Regions from separate parts of the Danio rerio genome. Here region 2 is linked to region 1. A link is a contact called in public Hi-C data. All regions are on one chromosome and are shown on one strand. Each heading gives the region's core, a stretch centred on a gene start, on an enhancer-like site or on the middle of the called end of the contact. The rest is flanking DNA. Distances are from core to core; before and after follow the strand shown. Region 1 has its middle 14 kb from the start of myhz2. Region 2 holds the start of hspb15 (heat shock protein, alpha-crystallin-related, b15).

Region 1 (6,908 bases), core at 1,039-3,538:
TTATCTGGCTTTGTGTACAATGATATTCCACCAAGAAAAAAAATGTTTGGATTTCATTTCTTTCGCTTTGTGTCAACTTTTTTACTTGAATAAATTTGTATTTTTGGAGCTTTGGTGTTACCGCTTTTCCAACACATCCCATAATTTATAAAATATCAACTTACATGACATTTTATAGTAAAAGTAGCAGAATTAATAAATATACTATGAAAATCAGAAAATATGAAGGGCAATCTATTTAAAAAATAATCAAAATAAGACATTTTTGAACACTAAATGATCTTTATTTTTTGAAGTGTGTCATACAATATTTCAGATTCTCATTTAACATGCTTTCTTATATATATATATATATATATATATATATATATATATATATATATATATATATATATATATATATATATATATATATTTTACAATAAAACCAAAATCAAGTGTAGTAGTGCAACAGGATTATGTTTGTATGATTTTTTTGTAAACCAACAATGCTGTGTGTAAACCATTATTTAAAACAGTCATTCTTAAAATTACTTTAACAGTCATTATTTAAAACAATCAAAATATGGTCAACTAATTGGTAAATTGGGCAGTAAAAAAGAATATTAAAATATTAGAAAATATTTGTAAAAACTTAAGCATGATTCCTTCTCCAAAGTACAATACATGCATGTCAGTCGTGTTTTGATTTAGCTGTTTATGTCCGAGTTAAATTGTAGATCTCCATGGGGGCATTTAGAGTCGTGAGTGATGAGAAGCTTGATAGTTGTTGGCTCGTATTTGTGGATATAAATTATTGCTGTGGGGAAGCCTTGATGAGCTGCTGATCTCAGAGTATTTACAGAATCACAGTACTCCAAAGCAGTAAAAACACAGCAGGTGTGAAGTTGTCAACTTGTTCTTAATGCTTTTTCCATTTTAATATTAAGCCAAACGACTTGCCCGTACAGTTCAGCATCAAACCTTGACATGCTTCTAGCTGTGATTTCATGTACAGCATTCTTAAAAGTAAAATCCACACATTACGGGCACTAAAATTCACATTTACAGTTAAAGTCAGAATAATTAGCCACCCCATTAATTCTTATTCGCAAATTTCTGTTCAGTGGAGAGAACTTTTTTTTTCTACACATTACTAAACATTATAGTTTAAATAACTCATTTCTAATGACTGATTTATTTTATCTTTGCCATGACCACAGTAAATAATATTTGACAAGATATTTTTCAAGACACTTCTATACAGCTTAAAGTGACAATTAAAGGCTAAACTAGCTTAATTAGGTTAACTAGGCAGATTAAGCTAATAAGGCAAATTATTGTATAATGATGGTTTGTTCTGTAGACAGTCGAAAAAAAATATTGCGTAAAGGGGCTAATAATTTTGACCTTAAAATGTTTTTAAAAAATTAAAAACAGTTTTCATTGTAGCCCAAATAAAGCAAATAAGGCTTTATCCGGAAGAAAAAAATCTTATCGGAAATACTGTGAAAATGTCCATGCTCTGTTACGTATCATTTGGGAAATATTTAAAAGAAAAAAAAATCAAAGGGGGGCTGATTCTGACTTCAACTGTAAGTGTACTTTACATGTAAATTAATACTGCCACTATCAAAAATGCCTTTGGGAATTTTGAGACTTTTCAAATTAAATAAGCCATCAGAAAATTTTCAAAATATAGCAGTTGTTCTTAAACACATGTTTTTCTAATTTTATAGGATTATTCACCAGGGATTTACTCCACCCACAAACATGCGTAACGCTCTGTGAGAGATATGGACATAAGAGCAAGTATATAAATAGAACATGTATCTTTGGCTTTCCTTGACTGTTTGGCTCAGACAAGACTGAACTGTAAGGCGCAGCAGGGCAGTCGTCAGGGTTGGCATTTGGCAACATTTGCAGGAACATGCAAATAGGATGCCAAGCAAGTTTTGAATCATTAAGGAAATAGCTTTGAATGCGGTAAAGAGCTTAAAGCATAGCAGCATTGATTTCTTCTACGACTTCCAACTTTTGCATGGAATGACAAATGTAATGAATTGATTGAAGCCAATTAGTATTGCATGCATCAGAAAAATATTATCAAAAAATAATATTTTTGATGGGCTAATTGGCAGTAAATATTGAACTTGTTAAGAAATGTACCTTATGTGTGTTGTGTGTGTTTGTATATTAGGGCTGCATAATATATCCTAATATTATAGTTATTGCAATGTCTGTATCACAGAGAGGTGCAATAAATTACATTTATTGTAGCTTTTTTATAAAGATTTGACCAATCAGATGCCTTACTATTGTTATACTACCTCCGCAGTAGGTGCTATTGGCTACAGCGGCCCAAAGGTGAACCTAGAGTCAAACAAACATACTAATGGGGGGAGCAGAGACAAGAGTGGTGAATAACAACAGCCAAAAAATTTAAAATAAAAATAATAATAAAATCTGAATGTCTGTTGAGGTTTTCACTCATTCATATTGTTTTGAATTCTAAATGTTTGCACCTTCACATATATTCTTTACATCTGAATTGGATTTAAAAAAAATATATATATATATTGGTTGGTTATTTTGATGGTTACAGTCCATAAATAAATGATTAAAAACAGCTATGGAATAGGATTTCTGTGGAGAAATGTCACATACCGCATATTTCCCCAGTATTTTGCAGCCATAATATATACTCAAAAACATTCAAACATTTTCATCAGTTTTTAACCAAAAAAAAAAAAAACTACAATAATTAATTTCTACAAAACTGAAACAAAAGCTATTGTCTGTGGTATGAGAAAGTCAACTAGTAAGAAAATCGCTGCCTTTTTAAGTTTAATAATCATTGAACCTTTCTTTAAATGTATTTAATATCTGTTATAATGTTATAAACAAATTTAATATTATTAATACAATATTGTTTCTTTCCTAACAGGATTTAAGTTAATTAAGTTAATTCATGAGCAATTAAGTTAATTCATGACAACATGCATTTCTGCACACCGGCGTCTGTGATTGATATATAATTTTTTTTTTAACATACAGTGCTCAGCATATATAAGTAGATCCCTCACAAATCTCTCTTTTAAATTCATATTTTTAATAGGAAGCTCTACAATATTGTATTTGTGCATATACATTATTAGTCAGCACTACTGCCAAATCTGAAGCTTATCTAACACAATACCTTACGATAACAGTCTAAAAACTAGTACACCCACATTTATATGATATAGAAAAATATTAAATACAAATTTAAAAAAGTGGAAAAATCAAGAAAAGCAAAAATAAATAAATAAATAAATAAAATTTGGTTGCAATTTTGTTGGTTGTCATTTTTTTGCAATATTTACTTGAATTTAATTGCAACTTTCATTTTCTAAATATTTTTGGTGACTAAAATATTATTTTAATAAACATATCTGTTTAATAAATCTGTTTTATTTAAATGCACCAAAGTGCATTGCCTATATTTACTGAGAAATAGATACAAATATTCATGTTTAAAATGGGGTGTACTCAATTATGCTGAGCACTGTATAATCGATTTGCAATAGCTGTTGTGAAGGCCAGAAGTTCCAACTGTGCATGGACTGTGGGTGAAACCTACAGTTGTTTAAAGAAAAATAAGACAAAATGTCATAGGATAGCTTTAAAGACATGCTTAATATGAAAAGAAATGCAAATATGTAATATCTTTGGCATATTTGTTAATTTAACACAAATATCAAGTTTCTGTTGAGCCATTTCGGAATACAAATGTTGTTCAGAATGATGTAGATCTAAAAACTGAGAAGCACCTTTAAAGAGACATCTTTTTGCACCTGCCACCTCTGAATGAATGGTTTCAGCAATTCTTGAGAATTCTGGAGAATTGTGCATGTTTAACTTATTAAAACTGTTTAGAGAGGACACAAACAAATTATGTTTGTGTTGATGAAATAGACTGGCCTGCAAAACGCCCAAGACCTGAACATTCAATCCCCTCACCCAACATCAGTGCTGGGCATTACCTGTGTTGAACATTTAATTTCAAGCATGGTACTGTAGCATGCATGAAGCTTATCTGATCCACTTGTTAATTTGTGATGTATGGAATACTGTTTTCAGGTCCAAGCTGTCCAAAAATGTCTGAATAGCCCATTATGATAACTGTTTGGTCATTTCAGACACTAAAGAAAATATTCACATGTGCACTACAGCAGGGGTTCCCAAACTTTTAGGCCTACGACCCCCAAAATAACGATGCCAACGACCCTTAATATTTTCAGAGGGGGTTTTAAACATACAAACATTGCACGCAACGGCACACACACACACCAACAGGTCTAAACAAAACAAGCACATATTGACAACACAAAAAAGTGCAACAGTTTAACAACCAGTGTTGAGGAAAGCTGCTTTTGAAAAGAAATGCATTACAATATTGAATTATACTCCCCAAAAAGTAACTAGTTGCATTACTTAGTTACTTTTTATGGTAAGTAATGTGTTACGTTATTTTTGAGTTACTTTTGCATTGCTTGGCTGAGGCTTAATCTCTTTCAGAACTTGAGTTGTGCTCTGCGATTAAGAATGCACTGTATAACCTACACCAACATTTACCTTTAAAAACACAGAAAAAAAATATTTTAGGATAATGTTATTGGAGAACTTCCTGACCCCAGATTCCTGACATATATGTATACACATGCCATATATAAAAATTATTGAAAGTTTAAAGCAATATGTTTCCTACTTTTGTACTAGTTAGTTTAAACTTTATTTTATTGCCTGTTCTGCTTGACACAGAAAGGAAATTTGTCTTTAACACTGGATTTACAGACAACAATTGCATACATACAACAACCACACAATAACAACACTCATCAAGACAACAACATAAGTTAAAGGTTTAAAATCCAAATTAGCCTCTTACAAACTACTGCAGATCATTCTTGGCAACCACCACATTCACTTCAAACAGTGATCCGATTTAAAATAACCACTGCCATTGGGATAAATGACTTATTATAAGCATTTCTTCATGCTTTAGGAATTCTAAACCTGTGTCCTGATGGCAACAATTCAAATGCTGAGTGAAGGGGATGAGTATTATCTTTAAAAATCACAACTACTGTTTTTCCATAAAGGAGTCAAATAAAATCTGCAGTGAATGTTGCTATTCACTATTTGTCTTAAGAAAAATTATTTTCTTTCATGACTGTGTGATTTATTGTGACTATTTTTTAATTCAGCAATTTATTTTTAAAAGGTAATTAATTAAACTAAAAAGCAACTCAAATATTATGACTTATTTTTGAAAAGTAATGCATTACTTTACTCATTACTTAGACAATTTATATTATTAAGTAATTCACGCTACTTGTAATGCGGCACCCCAACACTGCTAACAACCATTGCAATTTTTTAAAGTCATTAATTCATTATTTTAATTTAATATTAACCTCACCTAATAAGACTGGTGGGCACAAGTCTTTTCTGGGTTTAATTTTGGAGACTGCCACTCAGAGATCACCCTGCATGTTCAGTCATGGCCTGCATTTATTTTTAATGTACTGTACTTGAGTGCCTAGGCTAGTGCTGTAAAATTAATCTACTGCAACTGACTCTATTGCCTTGTCATGAATCCAACATAAACACCCCAAGGGTGTTGATTCTAAGGTGTGCAGTTATTTTCAGGTAAATGCACAGCTATAGTAGTTCCAGGCAGGTCTTGACCACACAGTTCTACAGAACTTATATCACTATGCTGAGCTAATTAGTTATTCCAAATCGCACAGCCTACAATATCAACAAAAAATACATAATTTAACGATAAAAAGCTGACGGCGTGGGGGCGCAGTGGGTTGCGCTGTCACCTCACAGCAAGAACGTTCAAGCCTCGGCTAGGTCAGTATGCATTTCTATGTGGAGTTTGCATATTCTCCCCATGTTGTCGTGGGTTTCCTCCAGGTGCTCCGGTTTTCCCAACAATACAAACACATGTGCTATAGGCGAATTGAGTAAGCTAAATTGTCCAGTGTATGTGTGTAAATGAGATTGTATGGGTGTTTCCCAGTGATGGGTTGCAGCTGGAGAGGCATCCGCTGTGTAAAACATATTCTGGATAAGCTGACAATGCACTCTGCTGTGGCGACCCTAGATTAATAAAAGGACTAAGCCAAAAGGAAAATTTATGAAAAAAAGCCTTTGGGTGAGAAATTAGTCCTATACACAGGAGTCATGTAAAGACAAAAACATGACAAATGCTGAAATACAACAGCTGTCTTTAGGTGTGGTGGTGACCATAGTACAATCAGAATAATAATCTTTGATCTGTTGTATTTTTAGAATAAAATGCACATTTGAAGCTTTGATGTGCTCATAAAGCGAAGCAGGTCATTAATTATCCCTTAATTTTGGCATCTGATACAGCATTTAAAGCCAAAAACAGTGAAATAACAAGTGAATACATGAAGCGGCACGATGGCTCAGTGGTTAGCACAGACGCCTCACAGCAAAAAGGTCACTGGTTTGAGTCCTGGCTGTATAAGTTGGTGTTTCTATGGAGTTTATGTTTTCACTATGTTTGCGTGGGTTTCCACCACGTTCTCCGGTTTCCCCCATAGTCCAAAGACATGCGCTACACTGCAAATTTTAGATAGTAGATTTAAATACCTTAGAAGTAAAACGAACACTCCCTCAGAGTTAATATGGCAACCACTATGAAAGTGTTAAAGATAACATTTTTGAAAGGGTTAACAAAAATGTATGTAAAAATATAGGTAAAATATCTGTTAAATTTACAATAAATAAATACTAGCCGCTATGGTTGCCAGAATGTTTCCGTAAAAAAATACAGAAGTTTTATAGAACTGTTTAAATTTATGGAAAATAACCATATTTCATGATCTGATACAATGTTCAGTTCACAA
Region 2 (6,768 bases), core at 424-2,923, 130 kb after region 1:
ATGAGAATCTAGGAAAAGTTCTCCCTTTTCTTTTTTTAGACCGTCAGTACTGGTTACATAGGCATGATCATCTTTGAGATATTTTTATACATAAACAGCAAGAAGTGCATTATTCATAAGTCTTAAAACAAAATAGCAAACCCCATAAATTTTGCCTATTACCATTGGTTAGTAATGCCTGTTATTTTTATAATGATAATTATTCTCTTTCAAAGCCAGTATTAACAAATGCTTCTAAAGATCGCCTCAAAGTTGTTTTTTAGATTTGCCATTAATTGTCATTTGTTGAATTTTAACAGATAAAAATGTATCTTCAAAAAGGAATGCTGAAAACTCAAGGTCTTAAACAGACTCTTTAATAATGACTCATTTTCATGGTCTGTAAAAATGCAAAATTAGTAGATTCATATTTTGAGATCTTTTACATTTTACTAATACCTATTAACAACTTTGAAGTGATCTGTACATAAGAAGCTGTACATTTAGTCACCTTAGAATTAAGATTCTATCTGATGTGTCAAAATAATTATTGACATTCTTATTAAATGACAACTTACATTATGGCATTTTTATACAAGTCGTTTACAACAAAAAAAACATAATAATAATTATAATGTTACACACACACAGTTTGCTATTAAATGCAAAAACGTTGTAGCTCAAAATCATTCAGAACGCAGACAGAACCTTGTAATTCCAAGGTGACAATTTGTTAAACTGATTATGTTTACCCAGTAACTACTGAGAGTCTGAATGTCTCTGGTTACTGGTGAGGCATAGTTCATCCGTTTTTGCAGGTAACCGTTTGTCCATCATGTGAATAGGGATGACAATCTCTCCTGGGAAACTGATATTAGAGCCCGTTAATGGAGCTTCAACTGAGAGAACACCATCTGGAGACAGCATGGAGCTGATCTGTTTTAGGTCTAAGTCAGCCGGAAGCCTAATAAATTACACAAGAAAAAAGTGATTGGAGCAACAGCCTGAAGAACTATAATTTATGCAAATGTTTTGAGTAAAAATAAATAAAATAATAAAAAAAAAAAAAAACATTTCTGTTGAGTTTTAGACAGAACTTATTTAAATTACTTTTTTTATATACAGGACATACTACATGTAGAGACCGACAGGCTTACTTGTATTTTCTTGCAAAGCTTCTTGAGATCAGCCTGTGATTTTCCTGTCTTTCCTCGTGATTACCTGTAAAAGAAAAATGTTAACTTAACAAACATGCCACTGAAATCCTTGGGATATATATATATATATATATATATATATATATATATATATATATATATATATATATATATATATATATATATATATATATATATATATATATATATATATATATTATTATTTTTTTTTTAATAAACAAATACATGCCTCAAAGATTCCTCCGACAACATTTATATCCATCACATACCTGTTATTTCCAAGTATCCGTCCCTGGTTTTGACGCTTATCTCTTCTGGAGAAAAAGGACCGACATCTAGACAAACTTTCCAGTCTTGCTCTCCTATCATTTGTTCACACACAGCATCAGAAACGTGTCCTTCAGATCCAGAACATGGTTTAGATGGAATCTCCTTGCACAATGAGCTGAAGAGAGGAAAAGGCATCGATCCTGGCCAACTTGATGTCCCTAGTCTCTTCCTGGCTGATTCTATCCAGCTAACCTCATCAGGTTCAAGAAAATGGGGGAGGTTGCCGTTTTCGCTGAAAAGAGTCTTTTGTGGCTGCTCGTGAAGAGGGTCCCAGCAACCATTTCGATAAAACAAAGGACGAGACATGTTTTAAAGAAAAATACTCTGTTTTGGTCTTAATACCTGATGCCAAGACAGTAACAATTACCCAGACTTATGAAAAATCTACAGGAAGTTGCCACTGACTTCTTTTATACTCTCCTTGTCTATTAAAACCTCATCCCAGATTATACAGTTATCCAGCCCCAAACGTCAACAAAAAGGCTTTCACTCCAGTGTTACAATTTGACTTGCACAGAATGATGCCATCCTGTTTGTATTAATAGAAGTGGAGGGTTAATGGCAAATTCTTGGCGCATGACAATAGGTGCACTGGCAATAACAGAGGCCTCTGTATTCTGGTCACATCTCAGTACTTTTCTTTCCCATGGTGATGAACTTTGTTGCACAACAGCATGTACTCACAGCTTCTATCTCAGCTCTAGAGAATCCCTCAGTCTTGTAAACAACATTTACAACTACATGCGCAACACCAATTATTTTTGTACCCGATTATAAATTAAGAGCAAAAGACAACAAAAAATAAACCCAAACAGCGCTAGATTTGTCTTTTTTAATGAATAATTAGGATTAAGCATTTTACTTAATTATGAATGCACAGGAATACTTGCATAGAGGAAAATCATGTCCATTAACATGAATTTTTTTTTTTTTTTACTTTCCTTCAATTACAACCCTACATCAGCTACTTCACTGTGCAGCTCATTTCACATGTGACTTGGGGTTGATCAGTGAGAAAGGCACAGAAATAGACTACAGGAGATATACAGTGTGAATGAGAACAGCAGAGCACAGAATACAAGAGTTTTCTAAACAGTGCTTTTCCAAGTAGTAGAACGCTGCAGTGCTTGTGTGGCCCTCTCGCTCAGCAGCTCTGGGTCAGCAGGAGTGTACTGAAATAAAATACAACACCTAATTAATTTAGATTTTATAATAAACCTCATGTACTGTTGGGGATCCACTCTGGGGTGATTGAGTCAATTCGGCCATAGCTTTTTTTGCGTTTTAGCTAGCAAAATTATTTTAGATAAATCTTATTTTGAAAATCTTTAAATAAAAAAAAATAAACTCGAGCCAAATTTACTACAACACATTAATGCATCAGATTAATATATTTTACAAATTTTTTTTTTTTTTTGCGAAAATCTGTTCACCTCAGTTCTGAATCAAAACTACCTAAAGAGTTAAAATGCTGTCATTATTAATTGCCAAATTCATAAATCAAGTCATTGATTTGGTAAAAGAACAAAATGACGTATTTTCAATATAAAAAAGTAATTGTGGACTGGATTTAAGCTTTTATCCCTGTCTTGGTGACAACCAAGACAACATTGACTTTGATTTTAATTTTTCCTCCCTAATTTACTGTTGGTGGCTGTTTTTCTCCATTGACTTTCATTATAACGGCGTTTTTTGATTACAAAACAATGACACCATATAATGATGCATTTCTGATTTTTGATGGTTTTTCCTGTTGGGAAGATGTAAAATTAGTAATTTTGACTGCTGATTATCCGGTAGCACCCTTTAGGCTTGTGCAAAAAAAAAAAAAAAAGCTTAGTTTCTAGATATTTTATGAAGTATAACAGAAAATTAAAGTGTGTATGTATCTGAATGTGTGGCAGTGACCTTTGTGCACTTCCCTTGATGTCATTAAGTCAAAACATGCATGCAGCTCTCAGAAATGGAGTAAACAAAAACAAAGACTGCGCACAAATATGGTTATTATGGAAGCAAATGGGGCAAAAACAGCCACTGACTGTAAATTTAGGGAGGGAAAAAGAAAGTGAAAAATCTAACAATACATCAAAGGAAATGTTCTTATAAATCTTTCACATGTCCAAGACTGTGACAAAAGGTTAAAAAAAATCCAGTCCACAATTACTTTTTATATTGGAAATAAGTCATTTTGTGTGTGTTTTTTTTTTTCACCAACTTGGCAATTAAACAGTTAAAATCCTGTAATTTAACAATTTAGTAGTTTTGATCAGAACTGAGGTTGATTTCTGCAATATAATTTTTTTAAATTATATTTCTACCTATATTTAACCCTAACATATAGCTGAATTGACATTTCATTAGCATGTTCTTTGATATACAAATAAATACTGCAAGCTTCAGAACTCAAAAGCAACTCCTTGTCTGAATATATATAATTCCCATGTATCGTACTGAAAAAAAAAAAGTCATTATATAATGCATGATTGAATGTAATCAAAGAGAAATATGTTGAGTGAGAATCAAACTTCCATATTGCTCTTTCAGTGAATATAAAATGATGCAAATCCCCAAATAACACCTGAATGCAATGCATGGGTGAAGTGTTTTTTGATGATGTGCCAGAGGCTGAAAAAAAAAAAAAAAAAAAGTTCATCCTTTTCTAAGATTTAAAAAGACTGAATTTTTCTTAACATGCTGCGGGCAGATTAAAAATAGATGTTGGAACTGAACTATGAAAGCTATGGATTTTTTAATAATAATAATAATAATAATAATAATAATAATAATAGATTAAACTAAATCAATCCAATTTTTATAATCTAAAACTGTACATAAACAAATTAACAATAAGAATGTATTCAGATTCTCACCAGCAGTGGTAACTTTCAGGCAAAGGGATTTCCCCCAAACGGGTCTCCAAAAGCATCTGCAAGAGCAGCATTCTGAGTGGCCGGAGTGCTCTATAATATAAAAGCACAATGAAATTAACACACAAAACCTGATTAAACATGTAATCACAAAAACTGACTCTTTTAAGATTTCCCGAATTTGTCTCGCATGACAAAATTGACGCTGAAATTTCACAGTGTGAGCAGGGCTTAAGGTTTACAGGTTTATTTATTTATTTTTTTTAGTACAACAGTATCTCCAGCAGTAAAGATATCCAAAGATGTGTTTTTAAATTGTAATGAAATCTGTGTTTTTGAAACTAATGAAGACAGCAGAAGTCAATGATTCATTTGAATTATCTAGCCTGACATGTTTAACGCTCCAAAATACTTTAAAATGTTTCTTAAAACAAAATATATTGTTTTTACCCAGACAATTATATTTTAGAGCAGTAATCACAGTACCATGATGGTTATCATACCATCAGAATCTTATACCGGCCCATGGCTACACAGTACAACAGTAATACACAGCAACTCTATGAAACGTCCGAACTCAAATGTACATACTGTGTTCATGAGTGGTGCCCCAAATGGGTTCACTCCAAAAGTGTCATCAAAAAGATCTGTGCCTGCTGCAGGAGCTGGGTTTGTGGGTGCAGGGACTGGATTTGAGGAGAAGGCCACATCCAAAAGCCCTGTGGCTGGAGCTGGGATCAAACCTGCTGCCTGAGGTATTGCATCCATAGTAGGGATCAGCTGAGAAGCAGGTTTGGAAGTCCCTAAACATAAGAGCAACTGCAATTATCAAATGATAACCAAACAAGCACCTCATTTTAATTAGCTGATGATTATTAAATGTATACCATTGGAGTTAGCTGAGATTTGGTTTATTTCAAAGTCATCATGATCTGCTGCATCTTGAGCCAAGCCAACCTTGTTGGAAAAGTACTGATCAAATGAGCCATTGGTGTTTGGATCAGGCCCTGGTTCAGGTTTCTGGGGTTTAACCATCTGGAAATTTTTGAACATGTCTTTTCCAGATTTACTCTCCTTCTCCCCGAGGGGGTCCAAAGCTGTAAAGGCACTTTTGACCACTGGGGGCTCTTCTTTCACTGGAGGACGGGGTGGAGGGCGAGGAGGAGCTACTGCACCCTGCTGCATTCCCATCATGGCATTGGGAGGCATCATGGGAGCAAACTGGTTTGGTTGGAAAGGACTAGCCACAGGACCAGGAGCAGGCCACGTCCCAACAGGTGCTGCGGCTCCCGGTTGACCCCAGGCTTGTGTGCCAGCTGGTGGACCGAAAGGCGAAGCTCCTTGCTGCCCCCATGCAGGTGCAGACAGGCCTCCAAAGGCAGACGGCTGAGGAAAAGGTCTTGGAGGTCCTGGAATTGTTACCTGAACACCGGCCTGAGGGGGGAACATTGTGGGTGTCTGACCCCAAGAGACTGGAGCTGTCCCAGGAGCATGGCCAAGAGACATGGACCCTACAAATTATGAAAATATTAAAATACGAAAAACAGTTAATGTTTAGGGGGGGGGGGGGGAAAGTGGGACAAAAGGAGTAACGTAGTGACAGAAATCAGGGGGAAATTTTACATCTTTGAACTTGATTTAAAACATTGTGTGGATATAGATTTGCTAATTACATTGCATAAATGAGTTCGAAAGGTATAAAACTTTGACATGTGTTCCACACTTTAAATGTTATAATTGCATTCATTTATTATGTCTCTGCATAGAGAACGGCTGCTAATCATATATACAAAGGAGAACAAAAGAACGCTTTATTTCCAGTAAATTAGATTTTTAATTTGATTTAAAAGCTAATATGTTGCCAAAATTGCCAAATAAATGTCATTAAAAAAACTAATTTCATGTTTTGCTCCTTCAAATTTGATTTTACTCATATTCATAGATTTGATTGTTTTGATCTGACTGGCTTTTGAAAGCTAATGGTTTCCCCTGCAAACATCACTTTTGGCCTTTGCTATGTGGGGAATGTAATAAAGAAATTAATAAAAAAATAAAATAAAAATAAAAACATTTTCATTCTGCTTCTAAAAACAACAATATTTAAACAAATTTTGAAATAGTTTCTCACATGCTAGAGTATAATGATAATAAATTGCATTATACCAAAAGCATTGATGGTGGAGGATGGTGTGGAGTTGAACAGGTCTGCTGGAATGGAGGCGTTCTGATTTGATGCCTGAGACTCATTTTGGGCAGGTGGAGCAAACAGTCCAGATCCAAACAGGTCATTTCCTGGTGACTGCAGATACACATTGATCATTTTAATACTTTAAGATAAATTAGACAATACTTAAGAGCCCACAACTATAGCTATATCTAGTACTTACACCACACATTTCAACTGAAGGGAAAAA

Evidence for each region. A called contact is a pair of places that touch in the nucleus more often than the background predicts.
Region 2: a contact with region 1 is called in a Hi-C map of embryo, with 2.6 times the contacts expected there. The contact joins the promoter of hspb15 here to the enhancer-like site in region 1. A contact is called at or near these places in 2 of 18 Hi-C or Micro-C datasets (both in embryo).

The regions. Positions count from the first base shown.
Region 1 is chr5:32,804,708-32,811,615 of GRCz12tu, forward strand. No RefSeq gene overlaps it. Among named protein-coding and RNA genes, the nearest start is that of myhz2, 14 kb to the right of the region's middle. Within about 2 kb of position 2,289, at least 3 of the 62 cell types and tissues checked have an H3K27ac peak or open chromatin away from gene starts, as enhancers often do.
Region 2 is chr5:32,937,423-32,944,190 of GRCz12tu, forward strand. It overlaps hspb15 (heat shock protein, alpha-crystallin-related, b15), which reads right to left and starts at 1,674. Exons shown (of 3, transcript NM_001098732.2): 1 at 1,427-1,674; 2 at 1,137-1,200; 3 at 1-943. The coding sequence starts at 1,622. The coding sequence ends at 739. dab2 (DAB adaptor protein 2) reads right to left here. Exons shown (of 14, transcript NM_001327872.1): 10 at 6,518-6,653; 11 at 5,242-5,865; 12 at 4,946-5,157; 13 at 4,358-4,447; 14 at 2,306-2,659. The coding sequence ends at 4,373.